Linked DNA regions of Ovis aries: region 2 is linked to region 1. Evidence: chromatin contacts called from public Hi-C data. All regions are on one chromosome and are shown on one strand. The core of a region is the stretch at or near the end of the contact, and the rest is flanking DNA. Distances in the headings are between cores, read along the strand shown.

Region 1 (6,826 bases), core at 1,606-4,105:
AAAATAGATACCTGAGAACCTACTGTACAGTTCAGGGAACTCTACTCAATGCTCTGCGGTGACCTAAATGTAAAGGAAATACAAAAAAGAGGGGATATATGTATATATACAGGTATAGCTGATTCACTTTGCTGTACAGCAGAAACACAATGCTGTAAATATAACACAACTATACTCCAATAAAAAATAATGTAAAAGAAAAAGTTGTTAAAAGAAAAAAAGGAGAAAGTGCAGGAAAAAGAAAATCGAAATCCACACAACAATCAGAACTCTAGCCCGACACATGACAAGCAAAAGACCATAAAAAATTGACAAAAATGGAAAACTCAGGAAAAGGACTGAAAGATAAAGCTGAGGAAATATCAGAAGACAAAAAACACAAGAACTGTAGCTACCGTTAACAATGTGTGTGTGTGTTTCACATAACTTATGGGCTAGGCACTTTACAATCTTCATAGCAATTGGGAACACAGACACAATTTACTCACGTATAAAATGTGGATAAAAAAGTGTATTTAACTGAATAAGATGTGCATTTATAAAGGTTCAGTTATTGACTCTTATTTAGTTTGCACTTGCTAAAGTAATAAGACAGCAGAGATATAAACCAGATATGAAATCTGGCTGGCACTAAACCTAGTCCTTCCCACACTGTGCTCACCTATGCTAAGAACCTGCTTGCTGTTGAGAAAAGTGGCTTTTCTAAGTGGTAATAACTGAGTCAGCGATTTGTTATCCTTCCAGTCTGTTAGTCTCCACTAGTTCCCTTTTCCTAATAAAGTCCCTCATAGCTCTAGAACCCTGTCCACATTCCTTCATCTCATACAACTACCACATAATCTGAAATATCATTTCAGGTATCCTATGAAAATCACCCAGTCAAAACAATATTCATTCCTTAAAGCTGTCTAACTAATGAAGTGTGCCATGAAGCCTATCAGAGTAAGTGCACAGTCAAGTCTGGCAAGAAGCAACAACAGCAGAGGGAAGGCAGGAATATTACTATGAGAAACAGCAATATTCACCAAGTTTCTTTTTGATGACTGGTGAAAAACTGACCAGCTGGAAGGACAAAATAGGCAGGATCTAAGACTGTACAGAATCCCAGATAATAAATGTAAAATCAGAGATTTTTTTAAAAAAATCATTTTGAGACACTTTACAAAATTACTGATTCAGGAAAGGATTGGTGTTAAAGCCATTAACGCAACAGCTGACAGGGAACTGGGCATTTTATTGTACCAAAATGAAGAGCACTTAGCTTACTTTTTAGTAACAAGAAAAAAAAAACACATCAACTTCATAATGGAGACTGTCACTACCAATTTAGTAATTCAGTGGTCAATCTTAGAATCGCGACTAGGGTAAGAACTAGATTCTCTCTTCAAAAAAAAAAAAAAGTTTCCTGATGTGATGCTTGCCTGAGTTTTATCAGGATACAGAAAACACAAATCTTCCTCAAATATAAGACAAACACACACACAAAGTATTGTGTCCATCAATCTTAGAATAACGATAAGATTCAATCAGTCTAGCTAATTCAACAGTACGGAAAAAAATTATTTCTAACCATTAGAATGCAAAAAAAAATGTTAAAAAGAAAGCATTAAAAATGGAACATCTTAGAACTCTAGGAGAATACCAGTGGTGTAAACATCAGCACGCACTCACCATGCTTTCCCAGGGACTTCCCTGGCTTGGCTCAGGGGACAAGGTCCACTCCAGAAACTAGCTCTCTGCCTTCAAGGTAAGAGAAAGGTAAGTTCCACAGAAGCACACTCTAGTACTGCGCTAGCTGTATTCCACAAACACGCGGGGTAAACTTACTCACCGTGCACGCTTTCCTCCTTAATTACTATCACCGAACTATCACCAGACTTTTCTGTAGGTGATTCCTGGCCCTAGAACGAAGGATGAAAACGGACTTCGTTATAGCCAAGGTGGACGCAGCACCAACTCACCAGAGAGGAAGCAAAGGGACAAGTCAAGAAGCCTCAGCGCTCCTCCACACAGACACCGCCCACCCCACGGCGGCCGAGGCGCCAGGTACACAAACACCAAGGCCCCGCCACCACCACTCGCCCGCACAGTCCCTGCGAGCCAAAGGCGGGAGGCGGAGGGCGAGCGCGGCCTCGAGACACCTATCCCCGATTCGGCCCGCTCGCCGCCGCCGTCCCTCAGGAACTCACTCGCCCGCAGCTCGCGTCGCCGCGGGGCGGAAACCCCCGTGTTGGCCCGGAGCCCGAGACCTGCCCGCTCCGCGTCCGCCATTAGAAACTCGCCCATATAAGCCGTGAGAAGACACCGCGCCGGGGTCTGGGCGGCCGAGGAGGGGACCTGGTGCGGGGGGGCCGTGTCCTCACTCTCAAACTTGCGGACCCCGGGTCGCTGCCGGGAGACTGCGAGTGCGGCCACGAGCGCCCAAGCAGGCGCCCCCTCCCCCACCCCGCGACCCCCGAAGCCCGCCGGCGGCCGCCTCACTCGGCCCTCGCGGCCGCGCCCGCACTCAAGCCTGCCAATGCGCCTGGGACATCAGCGGAGGCGCCGGCAGCCTGAGGCCCCGAAGCGGCAGCGGCGACGGCGGCCGCGCCGCGGGGCGCTTCTCCCGGGTCGGTGGGAGGCTTCGGAGGCCGACCTCACCCATCTCCGCCTCCCGGCGCCTCCGCCTCCAGAGGCTGCGCCGCTCCCGGCCACCCCCACTGTCGGCGGCCCTGAGCTGGAGACACGGCGGGGACAAGCCTCACCCGGTTTTGGCTGCGGCTCCGCGGAACGAACCTCTCCGCCCCCGGCCCATCACCCACCTCTTCGGCAACAAGCGCAACTCCACTCGGTCGAGTCCCAGCTTTAGCGCTAGTGAGGAGGCGGAGGCGGCGGCCGCGGCGGCGCGGCCCGACCCGGCAGGTCCCTCCCCCTGCGCCCTCACTGGCGGCCGGGGAGGGCGGGCTGGGCGCCAAGGGCACGCCCATTGGCTGTGTCCGCCTTCCTTCAGGACCCCCCCTTGAGGGGGTGGTCCGATGCCCCGTCCGTCAGCCGTAAGCCACACCCCCGCGCCTCCATTGCACTCCCCGCCTTTTCCGCACGGATCCCAGACCGGCGTGTCGCCGTGTAGACAACAGAGTTTGTTGCTACCTGCAGTGGTCGAGCGCTGTCGGACGCCAGCGGCCCGAAGACCTGAGCCGGGCCACCTGCCCTCGCAGTGGCTGCTAGCGCCACGCCCTTGATATCCTCCTCGCCCTCCCTGTCCAGTGTCTGGGAGCCCCGTGAGGCCTGGGCGGGCAGGGGCTTCAGCGATGGGGGCGGGAGCAGGGGTCTGGAAGGCCGGCGGCGGGACCCCGCGCGCTCCGAGGGCTGGAAGCGCTTGCCTTCCCCTCAGCCCCGTGGGGAGGCGTCCCCCGCTCCCGTCATGGCTGCTGGAGGAGACGACGTCCTCCATCTTGGCGGGGCCGCGGGTGGAACTGGGGACAACTCCGACTGGGCCCAGGAAGCCGGGGCTGGGCCCCGCGGCGGGGACGGCGCCGGCTGCCGGCTCCGCACCTGGGCCTGGCCTCAACTGGAGAAAGCCCTCACACACCAAGACATCCAATGCAACCATATAAATAAAATTTTAAAAAGGAAAATCACCAAGGACATAGTTGAACTCAACACCATCACTCAACTGGATATAATGACATCAAAAGTCTTATTCAATATATGGTAGAATATATATTCTCAAGCTCACAAGGATCATTCACCAGGACAGATCACATTCTAGGTTCTCAAACACACCTTAACAAATTTAAAAGGACAAATTCTACAGTGTCTGATTTTTGACCATGGTAGAATTAACCTAGAATCAAATAACAGCTAGAAAATCTCAATAAATTAAGACTAAACACCACAGTTGAGCAATCTCTGGGGAGTTGGTGATGGACAGAGAAGCCTGGCCTGCTGCGGTCCATGGGGTTGGGTCATAATAAAAAGTCGGACACGACTGAGCGACTGAACTGAAACAACACAGTTTTAAATAACACAAGTCAAAGAAGAAGTCTCAAACTAAAAAATACTTTGAAATAGATGAAAATAAAAATACAATTTATCAAAATTTTTGGGATACAGTAAAAGTAGTTCTTAGAGGGAAATTTACAGCACTGACTTCATTGGCTAGAAAAGAAGACCTAACATTAATTAGTCAGCTAAGTTGCCACCTAAGGAAACAAGAAAAAGAAAAGCAAATTAAATACAGAGCAAGCATAAAAAGGGAAATAATAAGAATCAGAGCAGAAATTAAATTGAAAACAAGAAGTCAATAAACAAAAATCAGTGAAATTAAAAGCTGTTTCTTTGAAAATTCAACCAAATTAATAAGCCTCTAAACAGGCAAACGGAGACGGCAATGGCACCCCACTCCAGTACTCTTGCCTGGAAAATCCCATGAACGGAGGAGCCTGGTGGGCTGCAGTCCATGGGGTCCCGAAGAGTCAGACATGACTGAGCAACTTCACTTTGACTTTTCACTTTCATGCACTGGAGAAGGAAATGGCAACCCACTCCAGTGTTCTTGCCTGGAGAATCCCAGGGAAGGGGGAGCCTGGTGGGCTGCCGTCTATGGGGTCGCACAGAGTCGGACATGACAGCAGCAGCAGCAGCAGCAAACAGGCAAACTAAGAAAAAAAGAGGGCACATTGGACTTCCTTCTTGATGAAAGTGAAAGAGGAGAGTGAAAAAGTTAGCTTAAAGCTCAACATTCAGAAAACGAAGATCATGGCATCTGGTCCCATCACTTCATGGGAAATAGATGAGGAAACAGTAGAAACAGTTGCAGACTTTATTTTGTGGGGCTTCAAAATCACTGCAGATGGTGAATGCAGCCATGAAATTAAAAGACGCTTACTGCTTGGAAGAAAAGTTATGACCAACCTAGATAGCATATTCAAAAGCAGAGACATTACTTTGCCGACTAAGGTCTGTCTAGTCAAGGCTATGGCTTTTCCTTTGGTCATGTATGGATGTGAGAGTTGGACTGTGAAGAAGGCTGAGCGCCAAAGAATTGATGCTTTTAAACTGTGGTGTTGGAGAAGGCTCTTGAGAGTCCCTTGGACTGCAAGGAGATCCAACCAGTCCATTCTGAAGGAGACCAGCCCTGGGATTTCTTTGGAAGGAATGATGCTAAAGCTGAAGCTCCAGTACTTTGGCCACCTCATGCGAAGAGTTGACTCATTGGAAAAGACTCTGATGCTGGGAGGGATTGGGGGCAGGAGCAGAAGGGGACGACCGAGGATGAGATGGCTGGGTGGCATCACTGACTCGATGGGCATGAGTCTGAGTGAACTCTAGGAGTTGGTGATGGACAGGGAGGCCTGGCGTGCTGCGATTCATGGGGTCCAAAGAGTGGGACACGACTGAGCGACTGAACTGAACTGAACTGAATGGTCACATGGCTAAGAGGCCAAGCTCCCAATGCAGGGGGCCAGGGTTCCATACCTGGTCAAGAAACTAGATACCACATGTCTCAACTAAGAGTCGGTATGCCACAACTAAAAGATCCCGCATGGGAAATGAAGACCCTGTGGACCACAACAGACATCAAAGGTCTCACATGCTGCAACTAAGACCTGGTGCGGCTGAATGAATAAATGTCCTGAAAAAGAGAGAGAGCACAAGAGCAGACACTAATTATTAATATCAGAAATGAAAAAAGGGGGGAAGGGCTTCCTTGGTGGTCCAGTGGTTAAGAATCTGCATTGTAATGCAAGAGACTCCAGTTCAATCCCTGGTCCTGGGAGCTCCCACATGCTGCAGAACAAATAAGCCCATGTGCCACAATTACTGAGCACCAGCACCTAGAGCTCTTGCTCTGCAACAATAGAAGCCACTGCAGTGAGAAGCCCACACACCTCAACAAGGAGGAGGCCTTGTTCTCTGCAACTAGAGAAAGCCCCGAATACAGCAACAAAAACCCAGGAATGAAGACCTAGCACAAAAATAAATAAATAAATATTTTTTAAAAATAAATGAAAAAGGGAACATTATTGAAGATGCTCGGACATTAAAAGGATAATGAGAGGTAGTATGAACACTATGCCCACAGATTTGGGCATAACTTACTGGAAATAGACCAATTCTATTTCCAGTAGAAAGATATAATCTGCCAAAACTCACACAAGAAGAAATGGACAATTTGAAAACTATGTAATTTTTAAAAAACTTTAAGGTTTTTTTAAAGTACACATGAACCAGCTTTAATGGGTCTCACTAGCTATAATAGACTGAATAACATCCCGCAAAGATACCCAATTACTGCAATCTGTAAATGTTTTTTATATGGCAAAGTTTGCAAATGTGATTAAATTAAGGATCTAGAATTAGGGAGATCATGATGGCACCCCACTCCAGTACTCTTGCCTGGAAAATCCCATGGACAGAGGAGCCTGGTAGGCTGCAGTCCATGGGGTCTCGAAGAGTTGGACACAACTGAGCGACTTCACTTTGACTTTTCACTTTCATGCATTGGAGAAGGAAATGGCAACCCACTCCAGTATTCTTGCCTAGAGAATCCCAGGGATGGGGGAGCCTGGTGGGCTGCCGTCTGTGGAGTCACACAGAGTCAGACACGACTGAAGCGACTTAGCAGCAACTTAGCAGCAGGGAGCATAAGTGTGGGTCCTAAATGCAGCCACATATATCCTTATAAGAGGGATTTTTGTAAGATCTGACACACACAGAACAAAGCAATGTGACCATAGAGGTTCATGTTGGAATGATACGACTTCAATTTAAGGCAAGCAGTAGCCACTGTAAGCTGGAAATGGTAAGGAATGAATTTTTTGCTAGACCCTCCAGAGGGAAT
Region 2 (7,247 bases), core at 2,532-5,031, 240 kb before region 1:
AAATCCATCAAGGCACTTTCAATTTTATGACTTCCAACTGTTGACGAACTCAGTTTGTCTGCCAAAGTCCAGCTCGATAGGTCATGTCAGATGGTTCTGCAAGATATAAAAATAATATGTAATTCTCAAGTCATTTGGTAAGAATACTATTTTAAGAATACTATTTTAATTGGGCATGAAAAATCTTTGGAGAGTTGAGGAATTTTCTTTGCTAGCTATGATAGGAGTGACCGCTCTGTCCAGAAAGGACAGAATTTCAGGTCTGGCTGTGGGAGGCTTCCCATGCTGATGCTGTCCAGGCTAGAACAGGTGACCCCAGCAAGGGATAGAGGGGCCTGAGAGATGCGAGTACCCAGCCTCTAAGCAAAGGCAAGAAAAGCCACAGCCCACTTTATCCATGGGAAGTAGAGTTCTTCTCTAAGGTCCTAAGGCTCAGATTTCCAGAATGTTACCTCAGTAAGAAAATTTCTAACTACGTTGGATGCAGAAAGACATCTTTAAAAAAAAAAAAATCTTGTCATTTTAATATGGATAGAACTAGTGCTGGTGGGTTGGGCTTGCAGCAAAAGGTCATGGAAACCTGTGAGTCTAAACAATGAAGGGATTATCACATGCACTATATTCTAGAATGTCCGAGCAATAATGTGGAGTAGATAATAAAGAGAATTCTAGCCTGAATCTGCTGGGATCACAGCAGAGCAATACAATGATAGTTAATTAAGACTTTACTGTAATTATCGTCTGATGGTTCTTGACACATTCTATGGGTTTTTATGCTTCAGATCAACTTGCAGCATTCTATGCGTTTTAAATGTTTTATTACACATTTTTAAAGCAGCACATTTACCCTTCAGAAATAAGATTACTGATTCCAGGGAGGGGAGATCAAGATGGCAGAGTAGGAGGACACAAAGTTTGCCTACACTTACAAACATATCAAAAATACATCTACATGTGGAGCAATCCTCACTGAAGACAAATTGGAGACAGACAGCCTTGTAAAACCAAGCCTGTAAGAAAGATCCACACAGAATCAAGTAGGAAGGGAAGAGAAGTAATTGGCTCAGGACCTGCACCCTGGAAGGGGACACAGAAGAGGAGAGAGATGACACAGGCTTTCCTGGGGAGGGGTCAGTTTTAGCCACTATTGGGCATCCTAGTCCTGGTGTCTGACACTGGGAAGACATACCCCTTAGGTGGTGTGAAAACCAGTGGAACTAATAGGAAGGCTGTAAGAACCCTAGACTCCACTTGTGAGGGACATACACAAGCCTGCTTACTCCAGAAACAAGGGGAAGCAGACCGACGCTGCCTGGGTTCTGGCTGGTTTCCTGGGACCGCCCCAGCACACAGCCCAGCACACCCCCACAGCTCCATGTTAGGTAAAGGTGCAGCACCTGAGGCGACTGCAAGACTGTGAGGCATAGAACAGGCTGAGACCCCTAAACTGGGTAGGGGAGGCATCGGTGCACTTGCTGAGGAGCGCATCAGAGGCAGCGCAGCTCTGACTGGTGCTGCAGCCCATGCCAGCCACCTGCTCTAATCCCCCCTGCTCCAGCCCTGCGCTCTTGAGAGCAAAAGAAGGGTCGGTCCTGTGCAGGATCCTTGCAAGGGTGTGCAGACCACCCAAGTTAAGCCTCCTCGGATCAGTTCCTACCCTCACCCTATTTAAAGAACCAGGTCGCCCCAGCTCCTGGAGCAGGGACACCTGATGTTTGTTTTCATGTCCTCTTACTGTAGCACAAGTCTGACCTCATCAATTTCTATCGATAAGGAGTCCAAGGGGATTTCCGTAGTCATACAGTGGGTAGAAATCCACTTGCCAATGCAGGGGACACCGGTTCCCTCCCTGGTCTAGGAAGATCCCACATGCCTTGTAGCAACTAAGCTACAACCAGAGAAACCACCACAATGAGGAGCCTGTGCACCACAACAAAGAGTAGCCCCCCTCACTGCAACTACAGAAAAACCCACGCAGTAGCGAAGACCCAGTGCAGCCAAAGATACAAATAATAAAAACAAACATTTTAAAGAGAGTCCAAGGACCCCGGACTATAACATTTATACATCTACTTTTTTGTTGTAAACCTTTGACTATCTTCTAGGATCTGGTAAGGTAGTTTCTGACAGGTTTTGTCAAGTTTTAAAAGATGTTTCAAAAATAAATTTAAGAAACTGTTTTGGGACTTCTCTGGTAGTCCAGTGATTAAGACTCCGAGGTTCCACTACAAGGGTATAAGTGTTTGATCCCTGGTCAGGGAACTAAGCCCCCAAATGTTGCCCTACACAGTCCCCCCAAATTGTTTTGGGATAGGGATGGACCTTGTACCATTTTTGCTGATGTCAGCTAAATTGATTCTCACACAATCTTGTAAGGTAGGGGCCCCCAACCTCTGGGATCTAATGCCTGATGATCTGAGGTGGAGATGATGTAATGATAATAGAAATAAAGTGAACAATAAATGTAATTCACTTGAATCATCCCACCCCTTCTGCAGAAAAACTATCTCCCATGAAACTGGTCCCTGGTGCCAAAAATGTTGGGGATCACTGCTGTAAGGTAGCTTGTCCATAATCCCCTGGGAATTAAGTAGTAAAGTCAGGATTCAAATCCATATTCTTGCTACATCTTTTTTATTGCCATTTTATTTACTATTTTCAGAATTTTATTATTTCCCATTAGGTCTGTCTAGTCAAAGCTATGGTTTTTCCAGTAGTCACTATGGATGTGAGAGTTGGACTATAAAGAAAGCTGAGTGCCGAAGAATTGATGCTTTTGAACTGCGGTGTTGGAGAAGACTCTTGAGAATCCCCTGGACTGCAAAGAGATCCAACCAGTCCATCCTGAAGGAAATCAGTTCTGAATATTCACTGGAAGAACTGATACTGAAAATGAAACTTCAATACTTTGGCCACCTGATGTGGAGATCTGACTCATTGGAAAAGACCCTGATTCTGGGGAAAGATTGAAGGCAGGAGACGTGGACGACAGAGGATAGGATGGTTGGATGGTATCACCGACGCCAAGGACATGAGTTTGGGTAAACTCCGAGAGTTGGTGATGGACAGGGAAGCCTGGCGTGCTACAGTCCATGGGGTCGCAGAGTCGGACAAAACTGAGTGACTGAACTTATCGCCCCTCTACTCAGTGAGTGGCCAGCCCCTCCTTTCTGGAATGGCAGATTGTTGTTGTCCTTGTTTAGTCCTTAAGTCCTGTCTGACTCTGTGCGACACCCCCGTCCCACCCCCCCCCCTTCCCCTTGGATTGCAGCCCTTCAGGCTCCTCTGTCCATGGGATTCTCCAGGCAAGAATAATCGGAGTGGGTTGCCATGCCCTCCTCCTCCAGGGGTTCTTCCCGACCCAGGGATCGAACCCCTGTCTCCACAATTGGTAGTCCGATTCTTTACCGGCTGAGCTACCAAGGAAAACACATATTTCTAATTACTCAGTAACACTACCAAGAACTACAAACTCTCAGAATCCTGCACTAAAATTAGCCTCATGTTTCCCCAATCTCAAATCCTCTCGAAATTGTTCTTTTCCCGCTCCGGAAAACTGCCCTTCTTCCTCAAGCAGTACCACCACCGCTTTCCCCAAACTACGAAGTTTGGAGTTCTCCTCACAGCCCAAATGCCGCCTGAAACATGAATCCGAGTCCTGACGCTGGAAGACCGCACGCAGTCCTGTCGCCGTCCGCGGCGCTATCCACGTCCGCCGTGCGCGCTGCGGCCAGTCCAGGGCGGCGCCGGAACCCCAGAACCCGCGGCGGGGGCGCGCCCGGAACCAGGAAGGGCCTGGACCCGGGAGTCCCAAGTCCTGAAGGCCTGGGAGTCAGAAGCCGAGAACTCAGGGGCGCCAGCGCCCGAGTGGGCCGGAGCCTCAGGCAGGTGCGTGGGCGCCGCTGCGGGCAGTCAGCTGAAGGTCCGGGGGTGAGGCCGGCAGGGGACCGCGCCGACCGTCCGGGGAGGGCCGGTCCCCTCACCGCGGCGGCCGCCGCCGCCGGCCAAGAAACACCCCCGCTGCCGGGTGCCTCGGCGTGTCCCCAGCTCGCAAAAGTGAGCCGATGGAGATAGAACTTAGTTTTTCCTTGGGTGGGGTTTTTTTTTTTTTTTTTTGGATAGTTTTTTCTTGTTTCCAATGTGCTAAACAGGCTTTCTCCTGAAAGTTAGGTTCCAGAGAAAGAAACTTGCCTAATACTGCATTTTGGTGACTAATCAGGGAATGTAGCCCGACCTGGCGAGTGACAGGGAGCCCCGGACGGAAACACGGAAGGTACCTGTGAATCCAAAGTGGAAAGCCCGGAAATGAGTAGCTGAAGGCTCGGGAAAGCGCACGGACGTGGGTGCAAAGTCTCAGCTCCTTAGAACAGGCGGCTGCGTGTCCTTTGCCATTGCAGGGGTTTTAACAGTCCCTTTAGAGATGGGCGGAATTAATGACATTTGAGCCCAGAAATGCAGGTAGTGTCAGAAGGGTTTTGGGTTTGGTTTTGTTTTTTTTTAATACTCCTAAGCTTAAATTCCGGCTTCCCTGGTGGCTCAGATTGGAAAGAATCCGCCTGCAATGCAGGAGACCCAGGTTCAATCCCTGGGTCAGGAAGATTCCTCTGGAGGAGAGCATGGCAACCCACTCCAATATTCCTGCCTGGAGAATCCCCATGGACAGAGGAGCCTGGCGGGCTACATGAGGCCACAAAAAGTATGACAGGACTGAGCAACTAAGCACAGCACACAGCAGGCTTTCATTCAGGCTTGGAAGAGTTTATAGTTAGCAATTGTTTGCTGAATGCCTGCTGCTGCTAAGTCGCTTCAGTCGTGTCCTACTCTGTGAGACCCCATAGACGGCAGCCCACCAGGCTCCCCCGTCCCTGGGATTCTCCAGGCAAGAACACTGGAGTGGGTTGCCATTTCCTTCTCCAATGCATGAAAGTGAAAAGTGAAAGTGAAGTCGTTTAGTCGTGTCCGACTCTTAGCAACCCCATGGACTGCAGCCTACCAGGCTCTTCCATCCATGGGATTTTCTAGGCAAGAATACCGGAGTGGGTTGCCATTGCCTTCTCCTGTTGAATGCCTACTGTGTGCCAAAAGATGTCTAGATTCCAAGGATATAAAGATGACCAAGGACCAGCTGTTCACATAGGCTTGCCATCCTGGAGACACTGATAGAGTGCAGGCCTTCCCATGATTACAGAGAGATGTGTGATTAAAGCCACTGCTGTGGGCTCTTGAAGTGAAGGGAAAGTATTAGTCCCTCAGTCCTGTCCAACTCTGTGATACCATGGGCTGTAGCCTGCCATGCTCCTCTGTCCATGAAATTCTCCAGGCAAGAATACTGGAGACTCTTACTGTTCCCTTCTTCAGGGGATTTTCCCTACCCAGGGTTTGAACCCAGGTCTCCTGCATTGCAGGCAGGTTGTTTACTATCAGAGCCATCAGGGAAGCCAGGGGAGGAAATGCCAGCTGTAAAGATGCCAGATTGGGTGGCAGTGAGCCTCTTGCTCCCAGATGCATCCATAGTTTCTAGATAGAGACAGGATTTGTGAGGGGAGTGCTAGAGTTTCTTCAGACCTGAAGCTGAACTGGGCCTGATGGGTAGAAGACACCCAGAGCTCACATACAACAGAGCAGTCTCCAATGAAGATGTGAGATTGAGTTCATGTAGAGAAAGTTTGAGAAGAAGATCTTGACAGGTGGTGTATGTCTGTCAGGAAACTGCTCACAGGAGAAGAGGCAGGTGTTTGAGGGAGACTCCAGACAGAACCTGCAGGAAGACAGGAGTCAAGGCCAGACTTAAGTTTCACAAAACTTAGTGTTAGTCTCTCTCCTGCCCATGCAGCCTCTGCTGTACCAGAGGAAGCTCACTGCCACCCAATCTGGCATCTTTACAGCTGGCATTTCCTCCCCTGGCTTCCCTGTTGGCTCTGACAGTAAACAATCTGCCTGCAATGCAGGAAACCCGAGTTCAAACCCTGGGTAAGGAAGATCCCCTGAAGAAGGAAATGGCAACAGTCTCTAGTATTCTTGCCTGGAGAATTCCATGGACAGAGATTTATTAATATGTTTAAAATCTGTATATTCTGGTTTCACAGTGTGAATGTACTTAATGCTACTGAGCTGTATGCTTAAAAATGATTATTGTTCAGTCATTCAGTCGGACACGACTCTTTGCAGCCCCATGAACTGCTTCCCTGTCCTCCGTCTCCCAGAGTTTGCTCAAACTCGCATTCATTGAGTCGGTGATGGCATCCAACAATCTCATCCTCTGTTGTTCCTTTCTCCTCCTGTCTTCAGTCTTCCCCAGCATTAAGGGTCTTTTCCAATGAATCTGCTCTTTGTATCAGGTGGCCAAAGTGTTGGAGCGTCAGCTTCAGCACCAGTCCTTCCAATGAATATGCAGGGTTGATTTCCTTTAAAAATGATTAAAATGGTAAATTTTAGGTTAGGTATACTTTGTGCTAGTTATGTCCAACTCTTTTGCAACCCCATGGACTGTAGCCCGCCAGGCTCCTCTGTCTGTGGAATTTTCCAGGCAAGAATACTGGAGTGGATTGCCATTTCCTTCTCCAGGGGATCTTCCTGACCCAGGAATCAAACCTGTGTCTCCTGCATTGCAGGTGGATTCTTTACTGCTGAGCCACCAGGAAAGCCCATGTATACTTAACCACACAGGAAAAAAAAATGTATAATGAACAATTTTAGATAACCAAATACCTGATGACAGAGTAGGAGTTAAATAACAGAAAGCTTATGCACCACTACAAATTCTTTCAAAGAACATTTAGTGCCATAGGAAAATTCTCATGAAAAGTTAGAGAAACTGTCCATAAACTTAAAAAAACAATATGAATAAATAACATTTTATAAGAATACTGTACAAAATAGTAATGATATGGGGAAAATAATACCAAAAAGAAATATCGCAGTATCAACAGTTGCGGTTGTTTCTGGATGGAGGGATCACAGGTGCTTTTTCTTTAATACATGTGTGCTATATACACGTGTGCAGAGTTGGTGGTATAGTGGTGAGTGTGGCTGCCTTCCAAGCAGTTAACCCAGGTTCGATTCCTGGCCAACACAGTGTTCTCAGTGTTGGAGACTGAGAGCAAGGTGGATGAACCTGAATAGCGTAGTCTCATATCTTTCACAGTATCTATCAGCATTCTTGTTTGTACATAGTGCTAATTATGAATCCATCTGCATGTGAAAGACAGTCAACACCTGTGAAGTTATGGAGTTAGTAAACATTAATG

Evidence for each region. A called contact is a pair of places that touch in the nucleus more often than the background predicts.
Region 2: a Hi-C map of tail adipose tissue shows a contact between it and region 1, with 3 times the contacts expected there. The contact joins the promoter of PARP4 here to the promoter of LOC101119317 in region 1. A contact is called at or near these places in 3 of 16 Hi-C or Micro-C datasets (blood, skin fibroblasts and tail adipose tissue).

The regions. Positions count from the first base shown.
Region 1 is chr10:36,469,827-36,476,652 of ARS-UI_Ramb_v3.0, reverse strand. LOC101119317 (zinc finger MYM-type protein 5) reads right to left here and starts at 2,855. Exons shown (of 10, transcript XM_060394495.1): 1 at 2,802-2,855; 2 at 1,832-1,901; 3 at 1,672-1,736; 4 at 12-63.
Region 2 is chr10:36,706,461-36,713,707 of ARS-UI_Ramb_v3.0, reverse strand. PARP4 (poly(ADP-ribose) polymerase family member 4) reads left to right here and starts at 3,781. Exons shown (of 33, transcript XM_042254928.2): 1 at 3,781-3,888. LOC132657301 (a long non-coding RNA gene) reads right to left here and starts at 3,710. Exons shown (of 2, transcript XR_009595270.1): 1 at 3,625-3,710; 2 at 1-96. TRNAG-UCC (transfer RNA glycine (anticodon UCC)) reads left to right here and starts at 7,003; the gene lies at 7,003-7,074.